Regions from separate parts of the Sus scrofa genome. Here region 1 is linked to region 2. A link is a contact called in public promoter capture Hi-C data. All regions are on one chromosome and are shown on one strand. Each heading gives the region's core, a stretch centred on a gene start, on an enhancer-like site or on the middle of the called end of the contact. The rest is flanking DNA. Distances are from core to core; before and after follow the strand shown. Region 1 overlaps SEPT9 (septin-9). Region 2 overlaps SEPT9 (septin-9).

Evidence for each region. Promoter capture Hi-C pulls out the DNA fragments that hold promoters and counts their contacts.
Region 1: a promoter capture Hi-C map of liver shows a contact between it and region 2, with 2.8 times the contacts expected there. The contact joins two enhancer-like sites. A contact is called at or near these places in 1 of 5 promoter capture datasets (liver), 11 of 47 Hi-C or Micro-C datasets (alveolar macrophages, blood, embryonic fibroblasts and 6 more) and 1 of 2 datasets of contacts at active chromatin or transcription factors (skeletal muscle).

The regions. Positions count from the first base shown.
Region 1 is chr12:4,291,765-4,295,727 of Sscrofa11.1, forward strand. The region is part of intron 3 of SEPT9 (septin-9); the gene reads right to left. It overlaps LOC106504796 (basic proline-rich protein-like), which reads right to left. Exons shown (of 2, transcript XR_002336965.1): 2 at 2,296-3,963. Among named protein-coding and RNA genes, the nearest start is that of SEPT9, 54 kb to the right of the region's middle. Within about 2 kb of position 1,472, at least 33 of the 83 cell types and tissues checked have an H3K27ac peak or open chromatin away from gene starts, as enhancers often do. A contact at or near this core is called in liver, where this site is marked.
Region 2 is chr12:4,257,203-4,261,536 of Sscrofa11.1, forward strand. SEPT9 (septin-9) reads right to left here. Exons shown (of 12, transcript XM_005653856.3): 9 at 3,781-3,876; 10 at 3,402-3,498; 11 at 112-163. Among named protein-coding and RNA genes, the nearest start is that of SEPT9, 88 kb to the right of the region's middle. Within about 2 kb of position 2,064, at least 13 of the 83 cell types and tissues checked have an H3K27ac peak or open chromatin away from gene starts, as enhancers often do. A contact at or near this core is called in liver, where this site is marked.

The sequences.
Region 1 (3,963 bases), core at 222-2,721, 34 kb after region 2:
ACACCTTGACCTAGCCCAGCGACCCCGATTTCAGCCTGCTGACCCCCGAACTGTCAGAGAATACATCCCTGTGGCTTTAAGCCACTGAGTGTGTGCTAATTTGCTACAGCAGCCATGGAAAATCACACAGCCTCACAGTCTGGAACGTGACCTGTGTAAGTTCGGGGCTTGCTCGCTTTTCTTTCCTTCCTTCCTTCCTTCCTTCCTTCCTTCATCTTTTTAGGGCTACACTCGGGACATATGGAGGTTCCCAGGCTAGCGGTCAAATCGGAGCTGTAGCTGCCGGTCTGTGGCACAGTCAGAGCAACACAGGATCCGAACCGTGCCTGCTGCCTAAACCACAGCTCATGGCAATGCCGGATTCTTAGCCCGCTGAGTGAGGCCAGGGTTTGCACCTGCATCCTCATGGATACTAGTCGGGCTCATTAACCACTGAGCCACGATGGGAACTCCACTTGGGGGCTTCTTGCACAGATGAAGGGCTGGAAGGGAACTGGCTCCAGGCCGTGCATCTGTGAGCAGCATCCTTCCCAGACCCGAAGGGGCCTACGTCAGATTTGGGGAGGGGCTAGACTCACCCTGGCAAGCAGAGGGAGCCCCCCGGCTGGGCACCAGCTGACATGCAGCGGAGAGGAGGGAGTCCCATCGTGTCCTGACAAGGGCGCTGGGAGTCGTTTCCAACCGCGCCCGAGCGGAGCCCACCCCTCCCTCAAGAGCCCCCAGCAGAAATGGTCGCAGTGTTGGGGGGGGGGGGGGCAGCGGCCCTGGTCAGCTGTCCTGAAGCAAGATCCTACTCCGGGAGGCACAGAGGGGCATCGGGCTCCCTCCTCCAGCTGGACTAACTGGGTGCAGAGCCCAGCAGCCTCCAAGGGAGTGGCCAGCCCCGTCCTGCAGGGCCATGTGTGACGCCCGAGGCAGTGGCGCTAGCATCAGCAGCATCCTCAGAAGAGAGGAAGTGGCTACATAGCATCCTGCCTCCCTCTCTCTCTCATGCACACGCACACGCACTGCCCCCACCCCAGGTCACAGGTCCCGGACGTTTCTCCTGCCAAGCCTGGTTGTGAGCGCAAAGCTCAGCCCTCCTGCCAGCTCCCTTCCCACCCACCCCGCCAGCAAAGCCCCACGGGACGCAGCAGATGTTCCTCGCCAAGTGCCAAGAAAAACGTCCTTCCCTCTCCTCTGTGGGCAGGTCGCTGGGCTCCCGCACAGGAGGCCGGGGGAAGGGCCAGGCCGCTGCAGTGTGGGTCTGGGGGCTGACCTGGGCAGGGAGCACAGGCAGCCACACGCCCCCAGGGAGCCTCTGCGCGAGAGGCAGGCGGGCCTCAGAAAGGTGCTGGCGCTCTCATAAGCCCCCACTGTCCCTGGGGGGCCCCCAAAGCCCCGCGTGAAGACCCAACATGCAGGGGGACAGAGGGGCCCTGCCCCCACAGCGACTGCAGCAGCAGAGCCGTGCTCGTTGCTGTCACACTGGGTTGAGAGCTTGCTTTCTTCCGGTTTCTTTTCAACTCAACCAGAGAGAACGGTCGGCTGCCCTCAGCTCAAAACCGAGGCTGCCTCCCCTTCCTCTGGCCCAGACTCACTTCCTCTCTGAACATTCAACCTGACCTCCTCACAGTTGGTCTACACTGTGGCTTCTCTCTCCCCAGCACCCACTCACTTCTTCACCTTTGCCGTCTGGCTTCGGACCATTTCACTGCTAAAACCGACCTCCTGGAAAGGTTCTCCTGGTCAACCTCCAGTCCCCCCGCCGGAGTGACCTCGGGGGCAGCCTGAGACCTGCGTTAACCACCCCTCCCAGGAGGGCACGTCCCCAGCCACTCTGTCTCCTCGTCCCCCAGGGCAGGGGTTCCGAGCACACGGAGGCCCCGTCTCAGTCTCTGCAGGGAATGGAGCGGCTGGCCTCACCCCGGCAACCAGCTTTAGCCGTGACCCCAGGGCCGCCTCTGGTCCTGACCGCCTCCCTGCCAGCACATCTCTACCGCGTTCAGTGTTCTTAGGACCCTAGGTCTTCATCCAGGCCCCGCAGTCTCCCAAACCCCATCTAAACCTCCCTGTTAAAAAGTCACTGCCGCGGCGTTCCCGTCGTGGTTCAGCGGTAGCGAACCCAACTAGTATCCGTGAGGATGGATGCAGGTGCAATCCCTGAACTTGCTCGCAGACGCGGCTCAGATCCTGCGCCACTGCGGTTGTGGTATAGGCTGGCAGTTACAGCTTCGATTCAACCCCTAGCCTAGGAACGTCCATATGCTGCAGGTGTGGCCCTAAAAAGCAAAAAAAAAAAAAAAAAAAAAAAAAAAGTCACTTCCTCCAGGAGGCCCTCCAGATGTCCCTCCATCAGATGTGACCACTACCCCCATTTTGTGCTTCCCGCCTCATACCCTGACCTGGTGCACTTGCCTGGCTGACTTACTCACCCCCTCCCGGTCGCCTAGGAAGCAGCCCTGATAAATATTTGTGGGACTCGGTGGCAGGAAAGCCCCATTTCCTCCTTTCTAAGAAGAACTCCCCCCGCCCCCACTGTCAGGTGGCATCTTCCCCTTGCAGGCACCTTCAATACACATTTCTTTTTCCTCTGGCGAAGCTCTCATTAAATCAACAATGTGTCAGAAAGTATTTGATGACATCTTAACTCATCTGCAGCCAACTCGTGTTATTCTGCACGTGGGACACTATGTAGCTGAGCGGTAGCCCTGGGCACGCTTCCAAGCCCACTGACCCCCATCCTCCTCCCAGAATCCTCAGCACCAGCAACAACACAACCAGACCCTTGACGTGTGTCTGGCCCCATGAGCAGTGTCGCCCAGGGGAGGTCTCTCCGGGTGTCAGGCGCGAGGGCCGCCAGGTGGGGGCGCTCCAGGTCGGCATTAGGTGCCAAGCTCCCGACCTCATCCTTTGCTGAAATAATGCCCCAAACAGAAGCTTAGCAGCTAAGACGGTAAATTTTGGGTCAAACAATAAAAGCTTTGGTACTCTGAGGGAGGACTAAGGCTCTGACTCGGAGTGTGGGGGGCTGTGAGCGAGGAGGGGGTCCGCAGAAGAGGGGGTGTTGGCTTGGCTCCTGCAAAGAGGTTCTCAATTCTGGTGGCCCATTACCATTCTAAGGGGCGCTTCTAGGAAATTCGGGTGCCCGGGCCCCACCCTAGCGATTCCGACGGAACTAATCTAGGAGGTGGTGATGTTTAAACATTTCTCAGGGGCCTCCAGTGGGGGCCTGGGCGTAGAACTACGGGTTAGGAAGGACGGGCACACACACGCCCCTGAGATCTGGCGAGCTCTCGGGTAACATCTGAGAGCTGGGTGTGCCCCAGAGACACACGGGGTGGGGGTGGGGGGTAAGAGGGTCAACCATGCCCACAGCAGAGCTCTGGGCCATTTTTGTTTTTTTCTTCTTCTTTTTTTTTGGTTTGCTTTTTAGGGCCACGCCTGCAGCATATGGAAGTTCCCCCGCTAGGGGTACACTGGGAGCTGTAGCTGCTCCACAGCCATAGCAATGCCAGATCCACAGCTCACAGCAACACTGGATCCTTAAGCCACTGAGTGAGGCCAGGGATCGAACCCTCGTCCTCATAGATACCAGTCGGGTTCATTACCACTGAGACGCAGTGGGAACTCCAAGGCTTGGCCTTTTTATTGAGGGTCTCCCCAGAGCCCACCGCCTGGGTGGGCCTGGGAGGAGAGCAGAACATCTAGAACAGGGTCAGGGACTCTCCCCCCACCCACACTAAGGAGGCATCTGGGCCCCCAATTCTTACACACCGCTGAGTCACATTTCTCTGTGAACGCCCTTAGGCATGTGATTCACTCTGTCTTTTCTCTCGCCACTGGGGCTCTTTAGTTTGCAGACCCCCCAAGACTGAACCTAAGAGGGTAGAGAAAGTTTCCCCTCCCCAACACCTACCCCCCGAAACAAACGTCTTCAGCCCGGCACCTTCTCCAGCCACAGCCAGCATGTGAGACCCCCGT
Region 2 (4,334 bases), core at 814-3,313:
GCTCCATTTAGAAAACCCGCCTCTGAGGTCCTCCAGGGAGGAAGGCAGGTGAGCAGGGCGCCACCCAACCCCAGGCTGCCAGCTCCTCCCAAGCACCGGCCGGGCTCTCACCTGATGAGCAGGTCCCGCAGGTAAGCAAACTCACAGTGGGAGGTGTTCTCAACTGCAGAGAAGAGACAGGAGGGCGTGATGTCAGATAAGCCCCCTCCCCCAAAGCTGGGGGGGGGTCACCACCCACAGGGGAGCAGTGGGGCCCTGGGCTCCTGCCCTCAGGAGGGTCTGCTCTAGCGGGGAGAGGGCGCGGTAAGTGGCCAAGACAGCCGAGGGGAGAGCGCTACAGTGAGCAAGCTCACGGCCCCAAGGGATGGGGGGGGTCTCCTGGGAAGAGCAGGATGTTTTAGGGGAGACCTGGAGACAGGAGAGGAGTCGAGAATAGGACAAGGTGGGAATCAGGGCTGGATACCTGTGTACAGACACCACATCCTGGGGTGACCTTGGATACTGAGCTCAAGAACCAGCAAACCTCCCTACGCTGCCCAGGGGGAACAGGCACAGGCTGCAGGACAGCAGTTGGTTCTGGGGTACAGGAAGAGGGCACCCCAGAGCATGCAGGCAATGCCATGGGCCAAAGCTGGTGGCATCTCAGTATTGCCACGCTCCATACCAGGTGGGGCACTCTGCCTTGTGTGGCTCTCAGGTACTGGCGCACCTTTTCAACAGGAGGCGAACAGAGAAGGTGAAAGAAGAGGCCCAGGTGCCAGTCTGTGCTAGGCATCCGGCCTGTGGGACTTGATTCACCCTTCACACACCCTTCAGGGCCAGTGGCGTCTTAACCGTGTCTGTCCAGGTTCCAAAGCCCAGGAGGCCAGAGCAGGGCTGGATCCCACATCTAGCTCCCAGGTCCAGGCTGCCCCATCACAAGCCACGGGGCAGGCAGGGCCGGGGCTGTAAAAAGGCCAAGCCCTCCGCCTCGCCAAGCCCTGCGATGCTCCTGCTCTGACTCCACTCGCCTGTGCCCGGGCTCTGCCCTTCCACCCCTGCAAGGCTGTGCCCACACGAGAACTCTCTGCTGACCGACTCTCATGCAGCCCCCACCCCCTTTTTTCTTTTTAGGGCCACACCCGCAGCATATGGAAGTTCCCAGGCTAGGGGTTGAATTGGAACTGCAGCTGCCGGCCTACACCACAGCCATAGCAACGCCAGATCTGAGCCGCATTTGTGACCTATGTCAGCTCGAGGCAATGCCAGATCCTTAACCCACTGAGCGAGGCCAGGGATTGAACCCGCCTCCTCAGGGATACTAGTCGGGTTCATTACCCCCGAGCCACAACAGGAACTCCTCACGCAGCATCTTACTCTGACTTGGAGAAGCAGAGAGAGCCAGCAGGAAGAAACAGAGCTCTGATGCTGAGTGAGCAAGCGATGGCGCCTCCTGGCTTGTAGGCAACTTACTCCGGCCTCTCTGACCCTCGGGCTCCTCATCTGTAAGGTGACAATGTCACCCAGCTCTCAGGGACACGAGAGGATTAGATGAGTTAACTGTGAGCCCTCTTAAAACACTTCAGGCAGCTTCCAAGGACGTGTCAAGTGCTTCCGGGTGGTGGAGCACCCCAAGGAGGGGAGAACAAAGAGACAGGACCCTGGATGGGTGGGGGAGGGGGAGGGGAAAGCCCTTAATAACTCTAGCCAAAGGCTCGCAGAGTGGCCGGATCTCTGGGCAGTTCCCAGTTCACAAGGTCACAGAGATTTAATTTAAGAAAAGCTGCCAGATTCCCGGGGAAGTCTGACTGTTCTAGAACAGGGCAGAAATCCCCTCCAGGGCCTCACGAAGGCGGCTGGGCTAAGAGATCCACTACCCTGCCACCACCCTTACAGGTTCCATGGGGCTGTTGCTCATCACACCCCTCAACGTGAGCTGGTGGCACGGCAACAAGGCACAGGTCACTTGCCACAGAGGATTGGTGGGGGGCCCTCTGAGGAAAGGCAGAGAAGAAAGAAACCAGCCGCTCGCATTTCCCCACCGTTTCCTTCACCGGCTGCCTGCACGGCCGGCGTTGGCCACCAGGGGGCAGCAGAGGCGCGCCAGCGCCCCGCCCTTTGGCCCTTTCTTACCCCAAACTTCTCCATCTTCCAAAACATACCTTAGTGGGAAAATAAAGTTCCTAAACAAAGATTTCAGGACGAGAGGAAATGGGAGAGGCGGGGCCAAGATGCGATGAGCCCTGGGTGAAGCCTGATTGAGGCCAGGTGGGACAGGGAGGTGAGGGCATTGGAGAAATAACCCAGGTAAAATGAGCCGGCCCCGGGGGGCGCCACGCCAGGGAGTTTCCATCACATCGGTTCCTTAAAGGAACTGCTGCCCGGGAAGCGCCCACGTCTTTGAGACAGCCTCTCCTTCTTCTAAGACCTCGGCTCAGGGTACCCACCTTATGAATGGTGCAAATGGAGGCCCTGGGGGAGGAAGGGGTGTGTCCAAGGTCACAGGGAGATGCCCAAGGTCACAGGGAGATGCCCAAGGTCACAAGCTAGGCAGGTGAGGGATGGGGCGGCAGCCGGAGTTGGAAGCAACTGCTGGATTTTCTGCTCCCTTCTCTGTGCTGGGCCTTGGCCAAGCGCACAAGGAGCAGAGTGGCCCGATGTAATCTGCTCCAAAGAGGGAGGGCAAACAGACGGGGCAAGGACATGCCCGGTCCACCCCACTCACGGGGACGGCCACCTGCGGCGTGCTGGACTGTGTCCCCAAACTATGTCCAACTCCAAACCCTGCGTACTTGGGACTGGGACCTTATTTGGAAAAAGCCTCTGAAGGTATAGTTAAGGTGAGGCTCTCAAGACGGGATCCTCCTGGATTTAGGGTGGGCCCCTCCGGGGGGGCAAGAGGGAAACGCAGACGCACAGGGGAGGCCGTGTGAAGACAGAGCAGAGCAGAGCAGAGACTGGAGCCGAGGATGCCAGGAGTGCGGGCAGCAACAGAGTCTGCCTCAGGGCCTCTAGGACTCGGGATCAATGAACTTGTGTTTTAAGCGTCTATGTGGGTGACAGCAGCCCCTGGACGCTAACATATGGAGGGGGGTGTCCCAGGAACTTCCAGAGGATGGGGGGAGGGCATCTGGTCTCAGCTGGCCAGAGCTATAGCCTAGCCCTTTCCTAGGCCCAGAGAGGTGGCATGACTTGCCCAAGGTCACACAGCATGCCTAGGAAACGCCAGTGCCAGAACCTGGAACTCGAGTGTCCCTCCTCCCCTCTCCCGCCCCCAGGGGATGGGGTGGAGACACAGCTCCGTCAGCTACTGGCTGTGGTCCCGGACCAGCCAACTGCCCCCTTGTTTCCCTCCCATCGAGTGGGAACCAGGGGACACCCCCCACGGTGGCTGCGGCCCCAGCGCCGGCTCGGCGGTTCACCTTCGATGGTGCCCCATTTGGTTTTCCTTCCAAGGATCCTCTTCCCGTTCACTTGGTACTCGTGATCGCTGCCCACCACGGCGAACGGAATCATCTCCTGGGGGGGGGCGGTGGTCACACGTGCGTGCAAAGGCCAGTCCACTCCCTGGGCCCCCGGGAGGAGCTGCCCCGAGTCCGGGTCCCCAGCCCTGAGACCCTTGGCCCGAGAGGGTCTGGACACTCCGGCCCCAGCCCTCTTAGCCCAGAAACCCATTCTCATGGCTCCAGGCCATCCCGACCGTTTTCCCAGACCCCAAGCTGGGGGAGGAAGACCCCCCCCGACATCCTCCAGCAGGAGTCGAGGGGCCGCTGGGAACAGCATCCTGGCCCGTCCACTCACTCGGAATTTCTCGTTCACCAGCCGGTCCTCTGAGTCCTCATCAAACTCCTTCTGGGGGTACACGTCGATGCCGTTGGACAGCAGGTCTGCAGTGATCTGGGGGCCCAGGGGAGAGATGTGGGCACCGTCCACACGGCAAGCTGGGCCGGCGACCCTGGCACTCCCCAGTTTTCTGCCTTCTGAGTGGAGGGGCAGCCGCAGGTCCCAAGGGACCTGGGCACTGCCCCGGCATCTCCCTGCCTTGCCCTCCAGCTCATCGACCCCCAAGAAAACAGCTTGGGCTGGCCGAGTCAGCCCCAACCTGAGCTCTGCCTGGACACCCTGGCCTGGACACGCTCGCACTGCAGCTCCCAATCCTGCACAGGTGCACCTGCTTGTGCTCAGCTGTCATCGCCCTTTGTAGCGACAGCCGCCCTGTACAGGGGACATTCAGTCCCTGTGAATGGCAGTCATTTCTGCCCTGAGCACAGACCACATCCGCAAGCAGCTTGGGGACCTTCTCCTTCCAGACACACCCATTACCAGGGGACCGTCCTCCCCTAAGCATGCTGGGA